2 separate regions of the Mus musculus genome follow, and region 1 is linked to region 2. A link is a contact called in public Hi-C data. All regions are on one chromosome and are shown on one strand. Each heading gives the region's core, a stretch centred on a gene start, on an enhancer-like site or on the middle of the called end of the contact. The rest is flanking DNA. Distances are from core to core; before and after follow the strand shown.

What was found. Hi-C and Micro-C count contacts between places; a contact is called where the count stands out from the background.
Region 1: a Hi-C map of bone marrow-derived macrophages shows a contact between it and region 2, with 28 read pairs. The contact joins two enhancer-like sites. A contact is called at or near these places in 1 of 39 promoter capture datasets (the C10 cell line), 2 of 484 Hi-C or Micro-C datasets (bone marrow-derived macrophages and cortical glia) and 4 of 115 datasets of contacts at active chromatin or transcription factors (bone marrow-derived macrophages, embryonic stem cells and epiblast stem cells).

Annotation. Positions count from the first base shown.
Region 1 is chr7:3,595,975-3,600,285 of GRCm38.p6, forward strand. No RefSeq gene overlaps it. Among named protein-coding and RNA genes, the nearest start is that of Oscar, 18 kb to the right of the region's middle. Within about 2 kb of position 1,952, at least 7 of the 459 cell types and tissues checked have an H3K27ac peak or open chromatin away from gene starts, as enhancers often do. A contact at or near this core is called in bone marrow-derived macrophages, where this site is marked.
Region 2 is chr7:3,397,055-3,401,427 of GRCm38.p6, forward strand. All of the region lies in intron 1 of Cacng8 (calcium channel, voltage-dependent, gamma subunit 8), which reads left to right. Among named protein-coding and RNA genes, the nearest start is that of Cacng8, 5.2 kb to the left of the region's middle. Within about 2 kb of position 3,082, at least 16 of the 459 cell types and tissues checked have an H3K27ac peak or open chromatin away from gene starts, as enhancers often do. A contact at or near this core is called in bone marrow-derived macrophages, where this site is marked.

The DNA of each region.
Region 1 (4,311 bases), core at 702-3,201, 200 kb after region 2:
AGTAAATAGCCTGGGTTGGCTATGAGACTATTAATTAATTTTTCAACCCCATCAGAAATCTGAGAATGACCAACATTAACTGAAAATAAATAAGAAGCCTAACACTGCTTCCAGAACTGAGACAAATTGTAGAGACAGCTGCCTACCTATACAGCCCCCGTAAGTCAGGAAGTTGGAGCATGTCTTGAGCCTTCTGGCCCAGGCTCATCTATCTGACAGACCTTAGAGATACAGGAATACTAAGGACTAGCCTATTCTGTCTCAGCAGAACTAAGCTGTCCTAACCTGTAAATTGTGTCCTTTCAAGAACAGTACAGGTCTGCAGGAGAGATTGGCAATTTTCTACCCAGTGGCAACCTAGCCACAAATGTAGGGCCTCACTTGAAGAAAAGATGCTCAGCTGCTTCTTTGAATCCATGAATGGGAAGCTGTTAGGAGCAGATTTGTCTCAACAAGTGAATAAATGGCATTAACTGTCACATTCTGTGGATTTGTGACATTTTTGAAAACCAACTATCCCTGTAAGTAATCTGGACTGTTCTCCATTAACCGCTCTCAGCTATTTCTAATTACAGTCTCTGAAACACCCTAACAATAAAGTCAGAGCCATGAATTTGCTATTTGGTCCTTAACTCACAGGCTTAATCATCTTAGATCAATTTATAATAACAGTTATAGAACGACTGGGTCTAAGCCCTATACTTTTAAATTTTTTGTATCAATACAAGAAATTTATACCAGCCAGGCGTGGTGGTGCACGCCTTTAATCCCAGCACTCGGGAGGCAGAGGCAGGCAGATTTCTGAGTTCGAGGCCAGCCTGGTCTACAGAGTGAGTTCCAGGACAGCCAGGGCTACACAGAGAAACCCTGTCTTGGGAAAAAAAAAAAAAAAAAAACCTTGATTTTGCATCAAAATAAATTCTGTATCAAAATAAGAAATTATGACATCAACTTAGTAACAAGTAAAAATATTTCTACAAAATGAGATTACAGCTATGCAATCAATTCTAGCTATTCCTCCCTGTTCCAACTATGACCATTTCAACATTCCCTAGAAAGACAGCCTATGATAAGCCCCTCCAGTCCCAAAGGCCAGGGAACTGGAGCAACGACTCTTCATAACGTTTTCAAGCTGAATATGGGCATTGAGATATTTTTAAGGGGAGGGGGGAGGAAGGGTAGGGAAAATAGGATTGGTTAGCCTTAAGAAGGCCACACCAATGATTGATTTAGCCTCTGATGTCTGTGTCTTGATTGGATCTGGCTGAAAGTCCAAGATATCTGGAGACCCACCAAGGCTATATATTCTGTAATATGCAAATCTCAAAACAATTTTTTGGTATCATCAAGATAACCTTTTGTTTGATTCTCTGGAATCTAGTTCCTCAGGGAGTCTCCCTCTATCATATCAGAAGATCAGTCAGGTGCTCTTATACACTGAGCCATCTCACCAGCCCAGCATCCTTTAATCCCAGCACTCAGGAGGCAGAAGCAGGTAGATTTCTCTGAGTTGGAGAACAGTCTTTTGTAAGTTCCAAGACAGCTAGGGTTATACACAGAGAAATCCTGTCTCAAAAAACCACCATCACCACCACCACCACCAAGAACAACAACAAACAATACTACAACAAACATACACAAACACACATACACAAATACAGAGCCCAATGTATACAGCCCACTTTGTTGACCTCACTGTCAAGGTGCTATATCTAGATGGCATTTTTTTTAAAGATTTATTTATTATTATATCTAAGTACACTGTAGCTGTCTTCAGATGCACCAGAAGAGGGCATCAGATCTCATTATGGGTGGTTGTGAGCCACCATGTGGTTGCTGGAATTTGAACTCAGGACCTTTGGAAGAGCAGTCAGTGCTCTTAACCACTGAGCCATCTCACCAGCCCCTAGATGGCATTTCTACATTCTTGCAGCTCCAGTGTACAATAAATCAGAAACAGGAAGCATGGGATGGTCTTGTGACAGCCTTGTGGGGGATAGGAAAGGCAAGGAACACTGTTTCTCTAACCACAGTAACTCAGGCACTAAATGTACAACATTTATCTCTCCAGATCAGGAGAGACTCCAGTTCTCTGTAGGCACTGACTTAAGTGTCCAAAAATTAGACTTGGTTCTGACACTAACTCTCTGGACTCGATGCAGACCCACCAGTTGGGGTCACTGTCCCCCAAGCCTATATCTAGTGTCAGTTACAAGTGGTGGATCTCCCAGTTACCCACATGTCAGGAAGTTGGTTTTTTTTTTTTTGTTTGTTTGTTTTTTGTTTTTTTGTTTTTGGTTTTTCAAGACAGGGTTTCTCTGTATAGCCCTGGCTGTCCTGGAACTCACTTTGTAGATCAGGCTGGCCTCGAACTCAGAAATCCGTCTGCCTCTGCCTCCGAGTGCTGAGATTAAAGGCGTGTGCTACCACGCCCGGCTTCCCACATGTCTTAGTTAGGGTTTTGCTGCTGTGAACAGACACCATGACCAAGGCAAGTCTTATAAAAAACAACATTTAATTGGGGCTGGCTTACAGGTTCAGAGGTTCAGTCCATTATCATCAAGGTGGGAGTATGGCAGCATCCAGGCTGTCATGGCGCAGGCAGAGCTGAGAGTTCTATGTCTTCATCCAAAGTCTGCTAGTGGACGACTGACTTCCAGGCAACTGGGGTGAGAGTCTTAAGCCCTCACCCACAGTGACACGCCTATTCCAACCAGGCCACACCTCCAGATGGTGCCACTCCCTGGTCCAAGAATATACAAACCATCACACCACACTTCTGCCTGACCCCTTGTCATCTTAGGGTTAGGGTTAGGAGACCTCAGGAAAACACTCTCCTTACTATTATAGTTTAGTAGAGAAAATAAACTCTGGGATTCTTCAGGAATAGTAAGGTGATGAGGTGGGGTTGGGGGTTGCGTGGGGTGGGGGAGGGCAACAATGACTAAAATGCATTAAATACAAGTACTTCTGTGGTGGTTTGAATATGCTTGGAATTAGATGTGACCTTGTTGGAGGAAGTGTGTCCCTGTGGGAGTGGGCTTTGGAGGACTCTTATGCTTAGGCTCCGCCCGTTGCAGAAGAAAGTTTCTTCCTAGCTGCCTGAGGATGCCAAGTCTCTCCTGGTTGCCCTCTGATCAAGATGCAGAGCTCTCAGCTTCTTCTCCAGCAACCATGTCAGACTGCACACTGCCATGCTTGCTGCTATGATGATAATGAACTAAACCTCCCAAACTGTAAGCCAGCCCCAATTAAATGTTTGCCTTTATAAGAGTTGTCTTGATCATGGTGTCTCTTCATAGCAATGGAAACCCCAACGAAGACAATAACATTGCCAGAGTCAAGAATAAATAAATAAATAAATAAATATATAAATAAGGATAAGTCAGCCTGGTGGTTCATGCCTGTAAATACCAGCTACTCAGAGGTTAGGGCAGAAACATGGCATATTCAAGGCTCACTCATGGTACAAACTGAATTCAGTGCCAGCCCAAAAATATTTAGGGAAACCCTGTCTCAAAATTAAAAAAAAAAAAATGTTTAAAATGGCTGAGGATGCAATTCAGAAGTAGAATATTTGCCTAGTATAAGACTCTAGGTTCTGGAACTGGTGAGATGGATCACAGGTAAAGGCACGTGACAGCCTAATGGTGAGATGGATCACAGGTAAAGGCACGTGACAGCAAGCCTAATGACTTAAGTCTGATGCCTAAACCCACATGGTGGAAGGAAAGAACCAGCTTTCACATGTGCTCCCCCACACATACACATGCATGCACATAAATACATACATACATACATACATACATAAATAAATCTGGTTTTTTTAACCCCTGGGACCTGGGGCTGGAGGCATGCCTCAGTGGTTAAAAGTCCTAATTGCTCTTGCAGATCATGAGAGTTCAGTTCCCAGCACACATTTGGATGGCTCACAACCATCTCTAACTCTAGCTCCAGGGGAACCCAATGCCTCTGGCGTCCCAGGGCACCTGTATTCACCTGTATTCACACCCATAACCCATTATCCCCATACACATACCATAATGCAAAAATACATTTTAAAATATTTTTGTTTTATTTATTTATTTTGCTTTTTTTTTTTTTTTCGAGACAGGGTTTCTCTGTGTAGCCCTGGCTGTTCTGGAACTCACTCTGTAGACCAGGTTGGCCTCGAACTTAGAGATCTGCCTGCCTCTGCCTCCCAAGTGCTGAGATTAAAGGCGTGCACCACCACTGTCTGGCTACCCTTTCTAGAGCAAGAAGGAAGCCAGCCATCTACAAAGTAAGAATAGCCCTTGACAGAACCACATG
Region 2 (4,373 bases), core at 1,832-4,331:
TGGCAGTTGACTTTGGTTGGTGACCAGAAAGAAGTGAGGTTGAAGACACAGGGTGTTGGGCTGTGGATATAGTCCTTGCAAAGGTCCTGAGGTAGCGTGAATCTGTGTTTGGCCAACAGTGGGAGACCAGTGTGGCTGGGACACAATGAGAGGGGAGAGATGTATGGTCAAGGAGATAATAGACACTTGATCCCACAGGTTCACATATATGGCATAGAAGATTCAGCTTTTGCTTGGAGATGGGAGTCCCTGAAGGTTCCGGAGCAGAGAAGCCCTGTGAGCTAGCTTAAGTTCTACCAGGATGGCTCCTGCTGCTGTGCTCAGAAATGGCTACGGGGAGGGTGGAAAGGGAGAATGTGGGAGCCAGTGGTTTGAATGCATAGTATATTCCAAAGTTCCCCGTGGGAAGGCACTGCTGATGGAGCAATTATGGCATCTGAGAGGGAGAGCAGGGTGAGGGGTGTCTCGGAGGTGGGGCTTCTGAACCTCCGCCCTGGTGACATTTTGGGACTGAGAATTCTGTGTGGCGGGGGCTGAGCTGTACATCGTAGGACGTTGATCTGCTCCTCTATTCTCTGTCTAGTCCCGCCCACCCCCAACAGTTGTGACAACCAAGATCGTAAATTGTCTCCATACATTATTTACATTCTCGGGGGGGGGGGGGGGGGAGATTAAATATCCCCTCAGGTGAGAACCCCAGGCACTGATGAAGAATTGAAGAAGTGCTGGCCAGAGCACTTGGCAGTGGGGGATCTGCTCTTGAGATGAAAGAGCAAGCAGTTTTTATTTAAATTCCTTTATTTTCTCTTAGTTAGCTCACTATTAAGGAGAGGTAGCACAGGCTCCATTGTGAGCATGTCTGATTTAGAGTGCTTGGTAAGAAATAATACCCGTGACAGGGGGAGGTGGCGGACTGAAGGGCTTCAAGCATGCAGCGTGGTAATTACTTCAGGCTTCATGCAGCACGGAGGCAGTGTTGCCACTGCTAGTGAAACAGCCATACTACACGTGCGTGTGGCTGCTGCCCAGCTGAGCAGCATTCATGGGCCGCCAGGGTTTGACTCCTGCCCTCTGCTTTTCTCTTCCCCCTCTCCCTACTTCCCCCTTCTCTCTCTTTTTTCTTTCTTCCTCTCCTCCATCCCTGTCTCTCCTTTCTGTGTGGTTTGGGTTTTTGAGATATGGTGTCAAGTAGCCTATGCTGACTTCTAATTTGCTAGGTAGCCAAGGCTGGCTTTTAACTTTTTTAGTTTTTTTTATAACTGATTTCTTTTTCTAAAGATTTATTTATTTATTTTATGTACGTGAGTACACTGTAGCTGTACAGATGGTTATGAGCCTTTATGTGGTTGTTGGGAATGGAATTTTTTAGGACCTCTGCTCACTCCGGTCGGCCCCGCTCTCTCTGGTTAACTCCGCTCTGCTTACTCTGACCCACAGATTTGTTTATTATTAGAAATAAGTACGCTGTATCATGCACCAGAAGAGGGCAGCAGATCCGATTACAGATGGTTGTGAGCCACCATGTGGTTGCTGGGATTTGAACTCAGGACCTCTGAAAGAGCAGTCAGTGCCATCTCGCCAGCCCTTAAGTTTGTTGTTGATTTTTTGTTGTTGTTGGTTTTTTGTTTTTTTTGTTTTCAAGACAGGGTTTCTCTGTATAACCCTGGCTGTCCTGGAACTCACTCTGTAGACCAGGCTGGCCTCGAACTCAGAAATCTGCCTGCCTCTGCCTCCCGAGTGCTGGGATTAAAGGTGTGCGCCACCATGCCTGGCAACTTTGTTTTTTGTTTTTTTTTTTTAAGTAGGAAATCTATGTAGATTCTTTTATCTTTGTCTTGTTTACTTGTTTGTTAAATGTGTGTGTGTGTGTGTGTGTGTGTGTGTGTGTGTGCATGTCACACACACATGCATGCCATGGCTACATATGGTCAGCAGGTAACTCATGGCAGTTATTTTTTTTTCTCTTCCTACCGCATGACTTCCACAGTCTGACTCAGGTCATCAGATTTAGCAGTAAGCACCTTAGCCCAATGAGCCATCTCATTGGTCCAGACAAGATCCTCTTGCCTCTCAGTCTCTTAAATGCTGGAATTACAACATGAATTCCAGCACAAGGCTTATTGTTTCTGTTTTTAAGACATGGCTGGGGATGCAGCTCAAGCTAGCCTTGAACTCACAACAATCCTGCCTCAGGAAACCTTAGGCCTGAAACCACAGACAAGAGCTACCACACCTGGCTTATCCCCATGCCCCAATAGACTGAACCCAGAGCCACATTCATGATAGGAAGGTGTTCTATCCCTGAGTGGTAACCTTGGCTTTTTTTTTTTTTTTTTTTTTGAGATAGAGTCTCACTAAGTTTCCCCCCAGGCTGGCCTTGAACTTGCAGTCCTTCTGCCTCAGTCTCCCAAGTAGATATAATAAAAGATCTGTGTCAAAAGGTCCCTCTTTGACACTCTCTTCTCCGGTGACTCTAGATTGTGTCCAGTTAGCAAAATTAAACCGGCCATCACAAAGGGTTAGAGTATGGGGGAGCTAGAGAAATGAATTACAGGAGAGTTGAGAAAGGATTAGATGTTTAGTTAAAGCTAGGTAAGTCTGTTTGCTGTAAGTCAAAGGAGGTTAATGTGTCAAGGCTAGCTGGTGAACGCTGCCTTGACTGTTACCGTAGCTATCATTCATGTGTTGCTCAGATAACCCTGCTAAAGAGCTACTGTTACCGCCCCCAAGAGAAAGCAAAGGTTCAGAGAAGCACAGTGTCTTGCCCCGAGTCACACTGTAGCATCTGGATTGAAATTTAGGTCTGGAACAAGACAAGGAAAACGCCAGCTTCCAGCCCACTGGGCATTCAAGTGTGTGGAAGGTGGGTCTTGGATTTCTGAGACTCACTCTCTAGCTTCCTTTGTGGTATCTGAAATGGGATAGAGTTTTGCCATTGAGATATAAACCCTAAAGTAAGACTGAAGGGGCTTGCCTTTTGTCTGCCACCTAGAACAGTGTGACCTTGGGCTGTATGTACATGTTAACACTCCCAGTTTCATTTTCATTATTGCAGAAGGAGGATCATAGTAATGCCTTATTCATAAGATTAAGGGGAAGTCTGCATAGATATGAGTAAAACACTTAGTAGGCTGGCTGGCACTGTACATCCTGGTACTGTTGTTTACATATTTCTCTTTTCTTCTTACTGGGATTTCATGGGATTAAATTCAGAATCCTTCCTCCCTTAGCACTCAGCTTCTTTCCAACAGAAATATGAATTGTATATATAATTAATTTTTCCTAATACCTACACTAAAACAAACAAAAGACAGGGTCGTGGGTGTGCACTGGTAGAGCACTTGCCTAGAATCCCCCATAGAGGGGCTGGGAGTGTGGCTTAGTATACAGCACCTGCCAAATGCCCCACTCTTACCCTGTGAGGGCTTAGGGGCATGGTTTAGTAGTAAACCACCTATGTAGACTCCACCAATAAGGGCTTGGTCAGGTGGCTCAGTGGTAGAGCACTTGCCTAGAAGTGAGGGTTCTGGTGTAATGTTTCAGTGGTTCAATGGTAAGATGTCTCCCTGGGATCTTCCAGTGAGAACCTAGGGGTGGAACTTGGTAGTAGGGTGAGGCACTCTGATATTATACGTGGGCTCCATTCCCAGCCCTAAAAACCAAAATGAGGTGAGCTTAATATTTAAGCGAGTGTGACCCAAAGACCGCATAGAAGCAATGTGAACCATTACCCTCTCCCTTTTAGCGTCTTCACGTCCTCTTAGGAAGTCCACTGTCTTTCCTCCTCATAGCCCATGCCTATGGCTGCATTGGGGATGGAAGGGGGTGGTGCCCACGCCGGACAGCTGTGTTCCAGCTTCCCTGAGAACTCTCAGCTATGCTCCCAGCAACTCTCTGGGGACCCAACAGTCTGGACCTACAGTCCCATTTATTGCCGCTGACTTTGCAAACCCCTGTGTTCAGCACTTTGCCTGCCTTATTATCTCATTGAGTCCTTGCAATTGTGCCACCGGGAAGGCATTATTATGGCTCCTGTTTGTCAGAACAGGAAGCTGGAGGCCTGAGAAAGAAAAGTGACTCAGGCTGGGACACCCACAATGTGAGGCGTGTGAAGAATGCACCGTACTGGACCTGTTTTTCATGTGTCCTGTCCACAGCTGTGTGCTGTATGTTAGTCAGGTCCAGGGCATGGGGGTTGGGCGGGTTGTAAAGACTCAGGGACATTTCACTACCATCTCTGGACATAAAAAGCCCCTATGTAGGCCGGGGTTGGAAGGATGGTTCAGCAGTTAGGAATACTTGCTACTCTTCAGGAGACGAGAGTTCAGTTCCCAGGATACATGTCAGGTGGCTCACCACTAACTAACTCCAGT